Regions from separate parts of the Astyanax mexicanus genome. Here region 2 is linked to region 1. Evidence: chromatin contacts called from public Hi-C data. All regions are on one chromosome and are shown on one strand. Each heading gives the region's core, a stretch centred on a gene start, on an enhancer-like site or on the middle of the called end of the contact. The rest is flanking DNA. Distances are from core to core; before and after follow the strand shown. Region 1 has its middle 8.2 kb from the start of vamp5. Region 2 holds the start of rnf181 (ring finger protein 181).

Region 1 (4,172 bases), core at 781-3,280:
CAGAATTGTTTACAGATCTAAAAGCCTAAAATTATTAAACCAACAGGTTATAATACACTGGCTGATGTCTAACATTATTATTAGTCATGATTTTAGGGGTGTACAGTATTATGGTAATTACTTTTCCAATAAAAGCAATGTATTATATTTGAAATTATTATAATTATTTGTTTACATTTAAAGGTTCGTTTCAGTCAGTGGTTTATTTAGTGTTGGGTTTAAACCCCACCCACTAGATGTACTCTGTCTTCAGATCCCACTGTTCTGATTGGGTAATAATAACTTTTGCTCAGAATTTATCAATATGACAAGGTACAGTGTATAGAGTGCATCATTTATATCACAATATACTAGAGCATATTTTCATTGAAAAGTTACTTTATTTCAGTAATTCAGTTGCAAATGGGAAACTCATATATTATATAGATGTATTAAACACAGAGTGATCAATTTTAAGCGTTTATTTCTTTTATTGTTGATGATTATGACTTACAGCCAATATAAAACCCAAAAATCAGTGTCTCAGAAAATTAGAATATTATAAAAGAGCCACTGTTACTTTTGTCAGTGTGGGCAGTGTTCCAAGTCCTGCTGGAAAATAAAATCCACATTCCCATAAAAGTTGTTAGCAGAGGGAAGCGCAGTAAGTGAAGTGCTGTAAGATTTTGTGGGAAAACAAAACTGCACTGACTTTAGACTTGATAATAAAACACAGTGGATCAACACCAGCAGATGACATGTCTCTTTATCCAAACCATCACTGATTGGTGGAAACTTCACACTAGACCTCGAGCAGTTTGGACTGTGTGTCTCTCCACTCTTCCTCCAGACTCTGATCCCTTGATTTTTCCAAATAAAATTTATAATTTACTGATGATCAGTGATGGTTTAGAGGAGAGATATGTCATCTGCTATGTGGCATGAACCTTGGGTTACTGGAACACTTGGGGTTCCTCAGTCTAGTCCTATGGGGAGGTATTTTACATCTGGCTACTGCTGTGGTTAGCAGCTAATGCTAATGCTGGAGCACTGAGAACTCACTCTTAGACAAAATATTGGAAATCTGAGTAAATAAACAGAAGCGCTTATCACCCCCAAATAAATGGTTTACAGGAAAGAAATCTGTGTAGGTTTTTTTTTTTGTTTTTTTTTTAAAGAATTACAGTTTTGTTTACTTAGGAGCTTCCCCCAGCTTCCCCTTTAGAAGGGAAACATGGAGACACCCTTGCTAACTTCGATGTAGGCATCCTTACTAGTACTGCTTAATGCTCCTTATGATCCTTATAAGCCTTATGTATGAAAATAGACCAAAAAATAGACGTTCATTGATAGTGCACCTTATAATGCACCTAGTGCGCTTTAAAGTCCTAAAAATATGCTTTCTAGTCTTTGTATCAGCACTATTAGCAGCACCATGTTTACTCAGGTAACCAGCAAAACGCTGTTAAAGCCAGAAAGAGGTCCCAGTACCATTCCAGACCACTTTTTTTGTTTTTAAAATGAATAAAAATGAATGTGGATTTGCAGGAATGGCAGCTAAAGCACACTAATTTCATTTATTGCAATATTTTGTCCCTTTCCCTTTCAGCAACACCACTACGTTTACTACAATTTAAAATAAAACATCCTAAGAATTTGCTGCTATAAAGCTGGGGAACATATTTAGGAACAACAGGTCATAAATAAAGTCAGCTTGGCGTTTCTGAGGGACTCACCAGCCATAATTTTGGTGTCTGAGAACGGAAGATAAGTGGCACGTTTGCATTCGTAAAAAAAAAGCAGAAGAAAACAATAGTGGTGTTTTCCATCGTGGGCTCAGGCCTGTCAGAGCAAGAGGTGAAAACAGTCCTGGTGGGGTGTCGAAAGCGGAGGACAGGAAGGCAATGAAACCACATTTAAAAGAAGAGAGAGAAGAAATGAGATAAACAAAGTGCTTGCAAAACATTCGCCCACTTTCTCTTTTGAATTTCTGAGAATTACACACTCTGTGAGTCACTGCTGGGCACCACGCTCTGCCACGCAGCGGGACAATGGCACACTCAGCCTCTGCGGCCTCAGTGGCCCACACCAACTCAGCCATTTGACCTTTGACACCACAGATCTTTTTTTTCAGGGCACTCTACGCTTCAGAAATTCCCGTTTGTGCTAATTCCCGTACGGCGCTGTGCTCGTATGAGCAATGCTTTATCACCCGATGCCGTGAGCAGTCATCTAAAGAGGAAAGTAATGCTGATATAATAATATAATGGCTCCTGGCATGTGATGCTTAGGTCACCAGGCCTAGTACCAGTTACAATACAGGTACAGCACCCTCCAGTTCCAGTGTTCTCTGGAACGATAAAGGAGCTCAATCCAGTAAAGCTGTGATGAGTTGGATTGAGTTGGCAGTTCTAACATAGGACTAGATTGCACAATCCCTTATTGATTGAACCCCTGAGATTTGAAGTGGTTTGATGCAGTAACCTGTAGGAGGATAAGAAATAAGGTGCTGTCTGTGTGACAATAGGGTTTGGAGCTTCATTGGAGTCATCAGGTGGGCACCCTCCTTCACTGGTGTTTCGATGACTAGCCCTGGCGTCCCAGATGTGCCCCCCTCAGCTCTTAGCCCTCCTGCATCACAGGTGCTATTTTGGGGCCCAGGTGGCATCTTTCCTCTTTAACCAGAGCCACCGGCTTGCCTGCTCCGCTGTGCTCGAGTGGGCTCTGATGGTTTGGCGCTGAGTATGGCCTCGAATTCCCAGTTCCCCAAGAAGCCTGGTAGTCGTTTTTCCCACGAAGCCTCTGCAGCCAACTTCCACTGGACAAACCTTGGCTTTCCAGCCACGTTGCTCAGAATCAGCTGCCAGTTCAGCGTAATCATATAACATCATCACTATCTAACAGTACTGGTGGTGTCAGTGTGTAACTGAATACACTGGTTCACCTAAGGGGGCATGGGGGGGGGGGGGGGCAACCGCCCCCTCTGGTGTCTTTTAGACTGGCATAAAACTGACAAAGTCCCCTATTGTCTGCCATCGTGTGTGTTTTTGTGTGTGTGTGCATTTTCTACATTGTAGATTAAAGCTGATGTTCGTAAGTTTTGGGATTTAGAGCCCTCTCTAGTAAAAAAAAAATGGGTAATTGCACCGAGAATGCGAAACAATCATTTTAAACTGGGTGCAGATGAATCCGATTCCAGGTTATGTTCAGTCAGAGAAAGAGAGAGAGAGAGAGAGAGAGAGAGAGAGAGAAAGAGAGAGCTCAGTCAGAAACTTCACTCCTTCATTTCTTTGGTTTTACTATGAGTGAATGAGCTACTGAGCTCTGAGTTTCCTCTTCTGAAGTCTCTATTGCTCCACCAGCTGCTCGCGTTCAGTAAAACTGAGCCGGATCCTCTTTTAGAGGCTGCACGTGTGACGTAAGTACGTAAAGACGCGTGACGTGACCAGAAGAAGAACTCCCACGAAAAAATAAGAATGAATATAAGAATAGTCTTAGCAGGGATACTTGTTCCAGCGCACTGGTACCATTAAACACCATATTTTATCCATATACTTCCCCACTCAGTTTAGAAACAAAATAATACAGACTGCCATTTAATCAATATTAAATTCATGGAATTATGTAGTAAACACAAAAAAAGTGTTTATACTCCACATTAATCCCTGATCTAAACCTGATGAACTGAGATGGTGATTTGAGGTGATTTAATTGGGATGAGCTGGAGCTTCACAGCGTGAAGGAAATAAAAGCAGCAGCTATTGTTCAGAACCTCCATGAACTCCTTCCTTTAAGACGCTGAGAAAACTATTCCAGGTGACTCTCCCTCATGAAGACACTGAGATTAAAATCTCACCAGGAGTGTGCAGATCTGTCCTCAAAGATAAATATGATACTTAGAAGAATCTAAAATATAAAACATATTCTGGTTGTTTAACACTTTTTATGTACAGAATAATTCTGCATGAACTCCTGTATAGCTTAAATATAGTCTTCAATATTAAATTTACAGTATAAAAACACATTGAATGAGAAGAGGTGTGTCCGAAATTTTAACTGCATCAAATCCTTAACGAATCTTTAGCCATTACCATATTCATTTTCTGGTCCCTACTCAGCTACATATGTGTTCTCACAGAATACAGTACAGGTCAAAAGTTTGGACACACCTACTCATTCAGTGCGTTTTCTTT
Region 2 (4,360 bases), core at 1,407-3,906, 34 kb before region 1:
GGCAGATACCTGGCCAGTTCCAGCAGAGCATTCTGTCTGTACTGCTCCTCGGGATTGGTAGGTTCACAGTCATGTTCTTCAAAGTATGAAGTCATCCCAGAGCTGGAAAATTAACCTAACGACAGAAACATCATTAGAACATTACAGCAGTGTCAGGTTTCTGTAATTCAAGTCAGGGAACCAGTCTGTTCATTAACAGAAAGGAATATTTAATGCTGATGATCTTTCTTCAGACTTAATAGGGTGATTCAATGTTATGGTTTTATGTGTATTAATTGTATTAAACTTTACTGGCATTAAATATTTGTGTATGTTGTGAAAATTTGGAAAAGGTTTAGAAAACATTTTAATTTTAGAAATCTCTCCCTATCTTGCCCACGTATCTCAAACCATCTCTTCCTTCCATTAACTCATGATAAAGGGTTCAACAATTGGGATAAAGCAGACATTAAAACACTACAGGATTTATATGTCGAGGGCACTTTTGTATCTTTTCAGTATTTAGTAGAAAAATGTAGTAGTGTTGGCCAATGCTGGTAATATTCTTATAAAAAAAAGAAATAAAGAAATAAAAAAGATCAGCATCATGATATTTTTTTAATATCTCAGTTAGGGATGTGCGATATCATCTCGTTTGCAATAATAAAATTAAATTATCATTTTGTTGCAATAGTTTATTATTTAAACATATTTTTTAACTTAGTGTTTTAATATATTGGAATATACCGTGAAATATCGTGATATTATTTTAGGGCCATATCGCCCACTCCTAATATATATATATATTTATATAAGTTATAATAACTGATAACTTTTAACCTAAAAGCGAGTGTAGAAGAGCTCAGCCCTACTTTTCAAGTATTCAAACATTTAAATAAAAGCTGATTCAGTGTCACAATTTCAACACAAACCAATGCCTATTAGGCAATTAAATAAAGCTTGTTTAATAAAGGTTGTTTCTCTATTAACATTAAAAGATGTAATGCAACCAAAAAATGTATTACTATTCAATTATACATTAATATTAAATGTATGATTGTATGTATTATTTACATACATTATTATTATTATTATTATTATTATTATTATTATTAGGTGAGAGTGGGGGCAGTTAAGAGACCAGTTTGTAATAGGAAGACAAACTTTTAAGACAGTAAAACTACAACTGTCACTTATCCATCCATTCTTGTATATTAAGCGCTATACATATTGATCGCCTAAGAGTTAGTGTTACTATTTACCCCTATTTAAACCACAGGAACACAATACAAGCTATACATGTAAAATATGTTAAAGGTTAAGTCAACGTTTGCCATCTGTTTAGCCAGCTGGATTACACTAGTACCACCAGTTCACTTCTGCCACAGCTAACTAGGTTTGTTATTTAGCTACTTAGTGCTGGTAAAAGTTTCAGAAACATTTTTACTTAAAAAAAAAAAAAAATACTATTGACTACTATTTAAACGTCCCTTTCTACACTACAAGATACAGTAACGTACACAGTACACTACAGTATACGCTAGAATATAAACAAGATATACATGTCCAATATAAGTAATATTTAATACAAACAATACATATGAAACCATAACGTTGAATCAATCTTAAAACAACCTTAGCTAGGTTAGTTTGGCTAAAGTTTTAGAAGCGTATACAAGTGTTATTACCATTTACTAACATTATTACTATTTAAACGTCCCTTTCTACACTACAGGAACACATGACATGCTATAAGAATAGAATACTAACAAAATGTACATGTTTAATATAGTTATAGTTATATTTAATACAAAAGTAACACCATAACGTTGAATCAATGTCGAAACAACATAAGATAGTCAGTTAAGCTAGTTAGGTTGGCTTTTTAGGTTGGCATTTTACATATGTTCATTATATTTTACACAAATTAACCTTTACTAATTATTATTATTATTATTGTTGTTGTTGTTGTTGTTGTTGTTATTGTTGTTGTTATTATGTTTTTATTATTACGTCCCTTTCTACACTACAGGAACATAGTACATGCTATAAGCATAGAAAACAAACTAGATATACATGTTTAATATAAGTAATATTTAATACAAATAGTACATATAAAACTATAACGTTGAATCAATGTAGAAACAGCCTTAGTTAGTTTAGTTAACTTTAACTATTAGCTAACTTAAGTTAGTTAGGTTGGCTAAAGTGTTAGAAGCATAAGCACGTTGTATTACCATTTACACATGTTTATAATATTTTATAGAAGCTAATTTAACACATTATAAACGTTACTGCTTCAGAAACGTTACATTAACATTAGCTTGCTAAGCTAAGCTAGCTAAAAACAGGCTAAGGTAAACATTAGCTAGTTAGCTTAGCTAGTGAACTAACGTTATTCAGCACTTTGCCGGCTGTGTTAATAATTTCACCAGGCTAGCTAACAGATATCTAATCAGCTGATAGTGCTGTAAATCAAGAGAATAAAAGAATAAAAGCTCTGAATGTATCGTATCGTGTTTAATTTCTAATTCACACCCTAACAATGATATAAACCGACACAGTAATATAACCCTACCCGCCGCTGCCTCCGCCGCTGTCAGAGCTGAAAGCTGAGCTAACCCTGCACTGTCATCATCACGGAACTGAACCAGGAGGGCGCGTCGCAAACGCAGCTTCCTATATACTATCTACCTAGGCTGTAAATTTAGTGCACTATGTAGGGAGGAAGCAACCAATTGAGAGTGACCCGGACAAACTGTCAGCATTGCACTCAGCATTGAGTGTAACAGCAGAGGGAGCAGCTGAGCTACTGTTAACCTAATAAAATGATCTTTTAAAGCTTCTTGTTTTATTAAACTGTATTATTTTATAGTTTCTATTTTATATAAAGTCCCAGTCAAAAGTTTGGACACACCTCTTCTCATTCATCAACTCTGTGTTTCTTTTTTTAATGATTTTTTACATTGTATATTTAATATTGAAGACTATATTAAAGTTATACAGGAGCACATGCTGAATTATTCTGTAAACTTATAAAACTGGTAAACAAATCAGAATATATTTTATACTTTAGATTCTTCTAAATATCACATGTATCTTTAAGGACTCTTGTGCAATTTTGATAGTTTTCTCAGCGTCTTGAAGGAGTTCCTGGAGTTGCTGAACAATAGTTGCTGCTTTTCTTTTCTTCACGCTGTGAAGCTCCAGCTCATCCTAAATAACTTCAAGTTACCATTTCAGTTCATCAGGTTTAGATCAGGAGATTGGGTCATGTGTCGAAGGAGGCATGTGCTGGTTTTTCCCCTTCTGGGGTTGGGGCATCACTAGTGATAGGGGGAGTCCTAATGAATGGGTTGGGTAATTGGCCTTGTCAATTTACTATGTAATTTAATGTAGAAAACAAATTGAGTAAATAAATGTTTTTGTGAACTTTGGTACACAGACACATTACAATATGCAGATCAGTCTATCAATAATACCAACCCCTGCTGACGTCCAACCATCTGCGTCTCACCGCTATCAGAGGCACACTGCTGCTGCTGCAGCTCAGCCAATCAGCTCTCCCTCCTGCCCCGCCCCTAAACCCATACATCACCCAGTGCCCCTCTTAAACTACCCATCCTATTTTGAGCTAATGGTGGAGTCAGCAAAAATCAGGGGGGTTAGTTAGGGTTACCATTTAAAGCAGGGGTCTCAAAGTAGCGGCCCGCGGGCCACATGCGGCCCGCGACGCGGTTTCATACGGCCCCTCACGGGTTAACAAAATAAACATACATCTGGCCCGCAATTCAATTTAATTATTTATGCTTTATTATGTTCGTTTTCATATTTTATCTTAACTTGTATTTTGGTGTGTGTGTGTGGTTTTTGTTTTTTTTTTTGCTTACGCTGCGTTGCCTGCTTTAGTAGTCTTCAGTAGCCTTCAACAGTCTAACCTTGCTGCCGTGGTGTGTCCATTAAACTCCGTAGTTATAAACATCCTGAGGTTAGCAGCGCGCTAACTGAACTGTTTATAATGTAATCCGAGCAGTGACTCCGTGACGCTGCTCTAAACTGCTGCTGTTAGCTGCTTGGGCTGAAAGATGAACTGTAGAGAGCTGTATTATCCGGTTAGTGGGGTTATTTTATTTCATACACAGAAGAACTTAAAAAATTTAAAAACGCTCCAGACTGGCTCAGCTGAGTCCTGTAGCCCGTGGCTGGGCTGCAGCTCTGACTAAGCAAAGACTGCGGGCTTGTGGTGCTGCAGCTGCAGCTCCGACTAGTGGTTGGATGAGGAACTGCTAAATCTGAGGAAATGCTAAATCTGTCACAGCTCACAATTTTTGATTTTATATTTATTAAGCCTTATTTCAGTATCAAACGTTTTGATCAAAGT

The links. A called contact is a pair of places that touch in the nucleus more often than the background predicts.
Region 2: a Hi-C map of muscle shows a contact between it and region 1, with 6 times the contacts expected there. The contact joins the promoter of rnf181 here to the enhancer-like site in region 1. A contact is called at or near these places in 3 of 3 Hi-C or Micro-C datasets (blood and muscle).

Annotation. Positions count from the first base shown.
Region 1 is chr22:6,740,584-6,744,755 of AstMex3_surface, reverse strand. No RefSeq gene overlaps it. Among protein-coding and RNA genes, the nearest start is that of vamp5, 8.2 kb to the left of the region's middle. Within about 2 kb of position 2,030, the one cell type or tissue checked has an H3K27ac peak away from gene starts, as active enhancers do.
Region 2 is chr22:6,775,377-6,779,736 of AstMex3_surface, reverse strand. rnf181 (ring finger protein 181) reads right to left here and starts at 2,656. Exons shown (of 6, transcript XM_007237813.4): 1 at 2,558-2,656; 2 at 10-115. The coding sequence starts at 95.